Linked DNA regions of Callithrix jacchus: region 2 is linked to region 1. Evidence: chromatin contacts called from public Hi-C data. All regions are on one chromosome and are shown on one strand. Each heading gives the region's core, a stretch centred on a gene start, on an enhancer-like site or on the middle of the called end of the contact. The rest is flanking DNA. Distances are from core to core; before and after follow the strand shown. Region 1 overlaps RGS5 (regulator of G protein signaling 5). Region 2 holds the start of RGS4 (regulator of G protein signaling 4).

Region 1 (2,717 bases), core at 136-2,635:
CAAAAGTTTTCATCTCATTGTTTTTCATTCCTTGTTTTGTATCTGTCTTACCCAATTTAAACATAAACTCAATGAGAGGACCTTGTCTTTTTTCATTTCATTGAGAATCTCGAAACATAGTGTACAGCATGTGGTAGGCATTCAGTAAGCATATTTTAATTTGTTTAATAAACAAAAGGAGAAGCTGCACGGGCTTTTCCTTTTTTCTTTTTTTTTTTGAGACGGAGTTTCGCTCTTGTTGCTCAGGCTGGAGTGCAATGGCGCAATCTCAGCTCACCACAACCTCCACCTCCCAGGTTCCAGTGATTCTCCTGCCTCAGCCTCCCAAGTCGCTGGGATTACAGGCATGCACCACTGTGCCTGACTAGTTTTGTATTTTTACTAGAGACCAGGTTTCTCCATGTTGGTCAGGCTGGTCTCAAACTCCCAATCTCAGGTGATCTGCCCACCTCAGCCTCCCAAAGTAGGATTAGAGGCATGAGCCAGCCTGTGCAGGCTTCTCTCTGTCCACCATGGTCCTATGAAACAAAGTCAGCTTATTTAAACAAGAACCCTAGGAGACTTCCTGGTCTGCTACCACAGGCTACCTGTGATGGTCCCTTACTGACAATGAGTTAACGTGGGGCAGTTGAGGTAACAGCTTGAACCAAAAAATGAAAATAGTTGTTATTAAGACAATCTGTTGAAGGGAAACAGAACATACCAAGAGTTGGAACGGTATAATAAACGTGCTTTCTGTGAATATATTTGACACAAATGACATTGTCAGTTTCATCTTCGCAGTCATCTTATAGTTTGAAGGGGCTTATTACATAATTAATCACTAATATGAGCAAAAGCCTAAAACACTACTAGGGAATGATTCACTTGTGTTTAGAAAAAGAGCTGTCATTTCTGAAGTCATAACACTTTAATATTACCACTACTATGTATTCTTTAGCATGTTCTTCACCTTTTTATCATTTGGAGCACCTGAGGAGTATTTCATATCAATTAACCATAGAGTCATTTTATCATCTATCATGTATTAATTATATAAATCAAATCAATATATGTTTTAACATGGTATCACACTGCATGGCTAAACTTCTCTTTCATATGCTGTTAAAGCACAAGCAATGAGTGATTTTTCTGCAGTTCGAACTGAAGTAGGTTAATTCAGAAAAAGGGTAGACGCCAAAGCGATAGATTCTTTCTACCGCAATCACCCAGCACTGCCTTTCCGTGCAGCTGAGAGTCAATCTTGATTTTAGGGGCCATGCCAAAGATTCTGGCAAGTTGAGGATTTCAGCCCCAGAACTGAGCTGACTTTCCACTGGCATATCCTTACACTCTGCTAAGGGTTTCTAGGATCATCCATTACCCTGTCTCCATGAGCCACCTACGAGGAGCAAACTCCACTGATCTAAAGTCTTAAATGAGCAGCCAGGGAGAAGGCTTTTCCAGCTTTCAACCAAATGCATCCCTCCTGACTGGCCCGCGCAGGGGCCCTCTGGGCCCCCTTCCCTCTGTCAGTCTCTGCTCGATTCTGCCTCTGAGATTAGTTCTCAGCTGCACAGAACTCAGAGGAGCTCCTGTCTCTTCTGCTCTCTAATCCGGCAAACGCCTTACTCTCGGCTGTGGACATTGACAGCTAACGAGGGTTTTAGAAGCCTGCGTCGATCTTTCCTGGATATCTGCTCCAGACATGTTCTTTTTAGTCCGTGGAAAGAAGCTTCGTAGCGTTTCTTCAGAAGGAAGCATCCTGGAACCGATCTGCTCTCAGCTTACATCGTTGCTAATGCTCATGCCTTTCCATGCCCAGCAGGGGGCATCTGCGACACGGATTTAAATTGCATTGAATTTAAATTGGATTATCCCATGTGAGGACACCGCTTTTGGAAATGTGTTGTAAAAATCCTGCGTTATACCTCTAAGCTTTCCTCCATCTCTTCTTCCTTGTCGTTGTTCCTGACATATGTCTGGCATCTACAGAGAAACCTGTTTGTGATTGCCAAGTCTTTCAACCACAGGAATAGCCTCTGCCTCCCAGAAACTTCTGTTTCTTTTAAATCCTAAAAAATCATGGTCTCATAATTGACTCTTTTCAGATTGCTACTGATTGCAGTTATCCTCCCGGCCTCTTCTCATCAGCATAGTTCTCTACAAAATGAGGAACTAAATGCCCCACTTGACCATTCTCAATCTCTTTCAAGGACAGAAATTGAATGCATTTACTTTATAGTGCGTATAGTCATTTAATGGTGTTACCTCTGTCCAGCTAACAAATTAGAGACATCTTAGTCCTCAATGACTCATTTTAAGCTGCACTCCAATGTTTCACCTATTCCACCCCAAAATGCAGTTTTATTATAACCCAGCGATTCAGTTCTTTTATTCATTAATCAATTTACACAGCAAATCTTTATTGAATGCTATTAAATGCCAGGCCCTACGCTAAGTGCTAAAGCTGTAATTGTGAACGAGACACATATTCACCCTGCTCTTGGGGACCTGACACTTCAGTGGGAGAGACAGACAATATTCACATGTGCACATGGAGATATAAATGCAAATTGAAAAATGCCATGAATAATGAATCCAAAATTCAGAGGGCTCTGAGGATATCTCAGGAGCAGCTTTTAGGTATGTAATGTTTCCATTTGCACATTGGGAGGTTAGGGCTCCTTGGGGTTAGAGTATACTTATTTTATTATTATACTCCATCTACTCTCATC
Region 2 (2,717 bases), core at 113-2,612, 46 kb after region 1:
CAGAAAGCATAATGCCTTTCCGATAATGCAGCCAAACCTCATTATGGGGTACTTTCCCTCAAACAAGATGTAGCGTACAATCAGAAAGCCCAGAGCCAGGCTTCTATATACTCCGGGGATGCTCAAATAACAGTAGGAATCACAGATGGAGATATTACAGACCACTATCCATAGCCTCAAACCTTATCTCACTTCTTAATTAAAACTAGCTTGCTTAGACCTGGCTTAAAGAACAGAACGGTTACCAAAATTGAGGTCATAAAACAACACGTAAGGACTGAAATTTGGGGAGCACATGTCTTAAGTCACAGTATCTAGCTTGTCTTGGAGGAAGAAAGTTAGGAAGTCATTGCTCTCCTGACCACATTGTTTCTAACTGCACAGAACTAGGTTAGTAAGTACAACATGTAAATGACTGAGAAAGTCTATCCAAAAGTTCAGCATGGTTAATGGCTGAAAGCAATCTTACCTCCTCAAGCAAGAAGCCGGCAGACCTGCAAGCCCTTTGCACATCTTATTTAACAGCTTGGGATTTGCAAGCAGAAAAGAAATGCGGCAGGAGGAGCTGTGGCTTCGGCTTTGAGCGTACTTTGCCTCTTCTCCGGCAAAGATACTGTCAGAATTCTCTGAGCGTCTTTCTCCCAAGCCTGTAGGGGTCTCTTTTATAGCCCAGCTACGACCATCCAGCCAATCAGACGACAGCTCTGCAGTACCAGCTCCTCTGTCTCCCTCTGCCTCTCCAGCCCCTGAAAGAGACGAGGAAGAAAAGATTGACGCATCAGCAATGCTAAGCGAACGAGCAGAGAAAATCCTTCTGCAAAGTAGGCAGACAGAAAAAAATGTACTCAACGTCTCTATGAATGTCAAAGGTTTAGAATTTCTAGAAAAGGAAAAAAAGCGTACAATGCTGCAAAATATAGTATTTATTCATATATCTATTAAAAAAAAAAACAATATCAAGGAAAGTTACCTCCTGAAGGAAAAGTACCAGCAAAAATTCTGGAGCTTACTTAGGAGTTGACTCCCAATGTCCTTCCTCTTTTGGATTAGAAGCATCATATTATACATGGTCCAAGGTCTGATCTTCACGGTTTCCAAAAGGGAGTTGGTAGGATCATCGTCTCCATGCAGCGATTTGCAGAAGTTGCCTTGGTTGTTATGCAAACAGGAAGGTGGAGAGCAATAGCTGGATGACAGACAGTTATAAGCCCGGCAGCAAAGAGAAACTAGCCTAGGAAAAATAGATTCGCGCTATCTGTAATCAACCCGACTGCGGAATACTTTTCTAGAAATCTTGGTAACAACAGAATTCAGCCTAGCACTGACAGTTTCTCCTTTACATGCCTGCATCCTATAAAAGTCTAAAACAGCAGCTCGAGGACCAAAGGAGGGAGTAGATGAGCAAATACACACACCAATTCTTATTGGCAAATGGGTTTATGTCTTATGTAACTCTAAGTCTCCAAACTGCTATCTCAAAAGATAAAGAGGGATGTACAGAGAGAGAGAGAGAGCAGGCAGAAAAATATGTAGTTTGCCTTATATATCACCGGCCTTCAAACTAATCATATCAAGTCCTATGGGTGCTTCTGAACACCTGGACAATTAGTATCTTTTACGTACAATATCATGGACTGAAACGACTGCGTGGACAAAAACATTCAGGCATTTCACATCTTATGGCCAGATATCAAATACCTACACCAGAGTTACAGAGGGATCTTTTTCATGGAGGAAAGCTATACGTGGAAGGGGGGAATGAATTGCTAAGTCTGACCAGAACAGCTTTCATTTTGAAAGCAGATAGGTTCCTAATCATAGGCTACCATGAGCTGTTCTTTATTTATAAGAAACAGAGGCATCAAATGGTTTAGGTGGAAGAGGTGAAAATAGTTGGGTTCCAGTGAAATGCAAAATACCAAAAATATGGAAAGAATGGCACAAAGCAATGCCCATACGTGGCCCTACCTAGTACATGCCCTTGAACATCCTACGCTGCCCCCAGTACCACCTCCTTCCATGACTAGCAGAGCAAGAAGACAGCAGACAAATATAAAATGGTGGAGGGACCATAATCCACAGAAGATGCATTTAAATTATAGGAAAAAGTCTCTAGCTGCCCATAAAGATAGAAAGACGTTTTATCAGATTAGCTACTGGGCAACTTTTCCTTGAATTATAACAGAACAAATGAAAGTTGACAGCCATCCCTGATGGTGGTATGGAAGGAACTGCAGTACAATGTGAAATCAGGGAGGTCATCAGACCAAGGAAGACGAACCAGGGAGAAGAACCAGTCAGAACTGACATCAAAGAGGACAGATTAATTAAAAGGGAAAGAAGGTCACTCAAAGAAGAACCATGACCTTCTTTGTTTACCTACGCACCTAAGAGAGTGATCACTCAAATAGATTGATTTTGGGAACATAAGCGAGGACCCAAGAAGATTTACTGATGTCTGAAATTCTACAATGAGAACTTTATGTCTTGGACTTAGAATAAGAGAAGCCTGATTTGTCACGAGTTAAATATAAATCACTGCAATAGATGGGACTTTAAAGGCAATCTAGCCTAACATCCTCATTTCACCAAAAAGGAAATAGAGACCCAGAAAGAGAAAGTGACTTGCTGAGGTTACAGCTTCTTACTAACGGAGCTGGGTCCAGATCTAGGTGTCTCTATACTCAGTTATGTGAGTTGTCCGCTGTGCTATCCTG

Evidence for each region. Hi-C and Micro-C count contacts between places; a contact is called where the count stands out from the background.
Region 2: a Hi-C map of induced pluripotent stem cells shows a contact between it and region 1, with 1.8 times the contacts expected there. The contact joins the promoter of RGS4 here to the enhancer-like site in region 1. A contact is called at or near these places in 2 of 3 Hi-C or Micro-C datasets (induced pluripotent stem cells and skeletal muscle).

Annotation. Positions count from the first base shown.
Region 1 is chr18:38,523,331-38,526,047 of calJac240_pri, forward strand. The region is part of intron 1 of RGS5 (regulator of G protein signaling 5); the gene reads left to right. Among named protein-coding and RNA genes, the nearest start is that of RGS5, 27 kb to the left of the region's middle. Within about 2 kb of position 1,386, at least 2 of the 16 cell types and tissues checked have an H3K27ac peak or open chromatin away from gene starts, as enhancers often do.
Region 2 is chr18:38,569,640-38,572,356 of calJac240_pri, forward strand. RGS4 (regulator of G protein signaling 4) reads right to left here and starts at 1,363. Exons shown (of 6, transcript XM_002760305.5): 1 at 1,011-1,363; 2 at 470-746. The coding sequence starts at 1,068.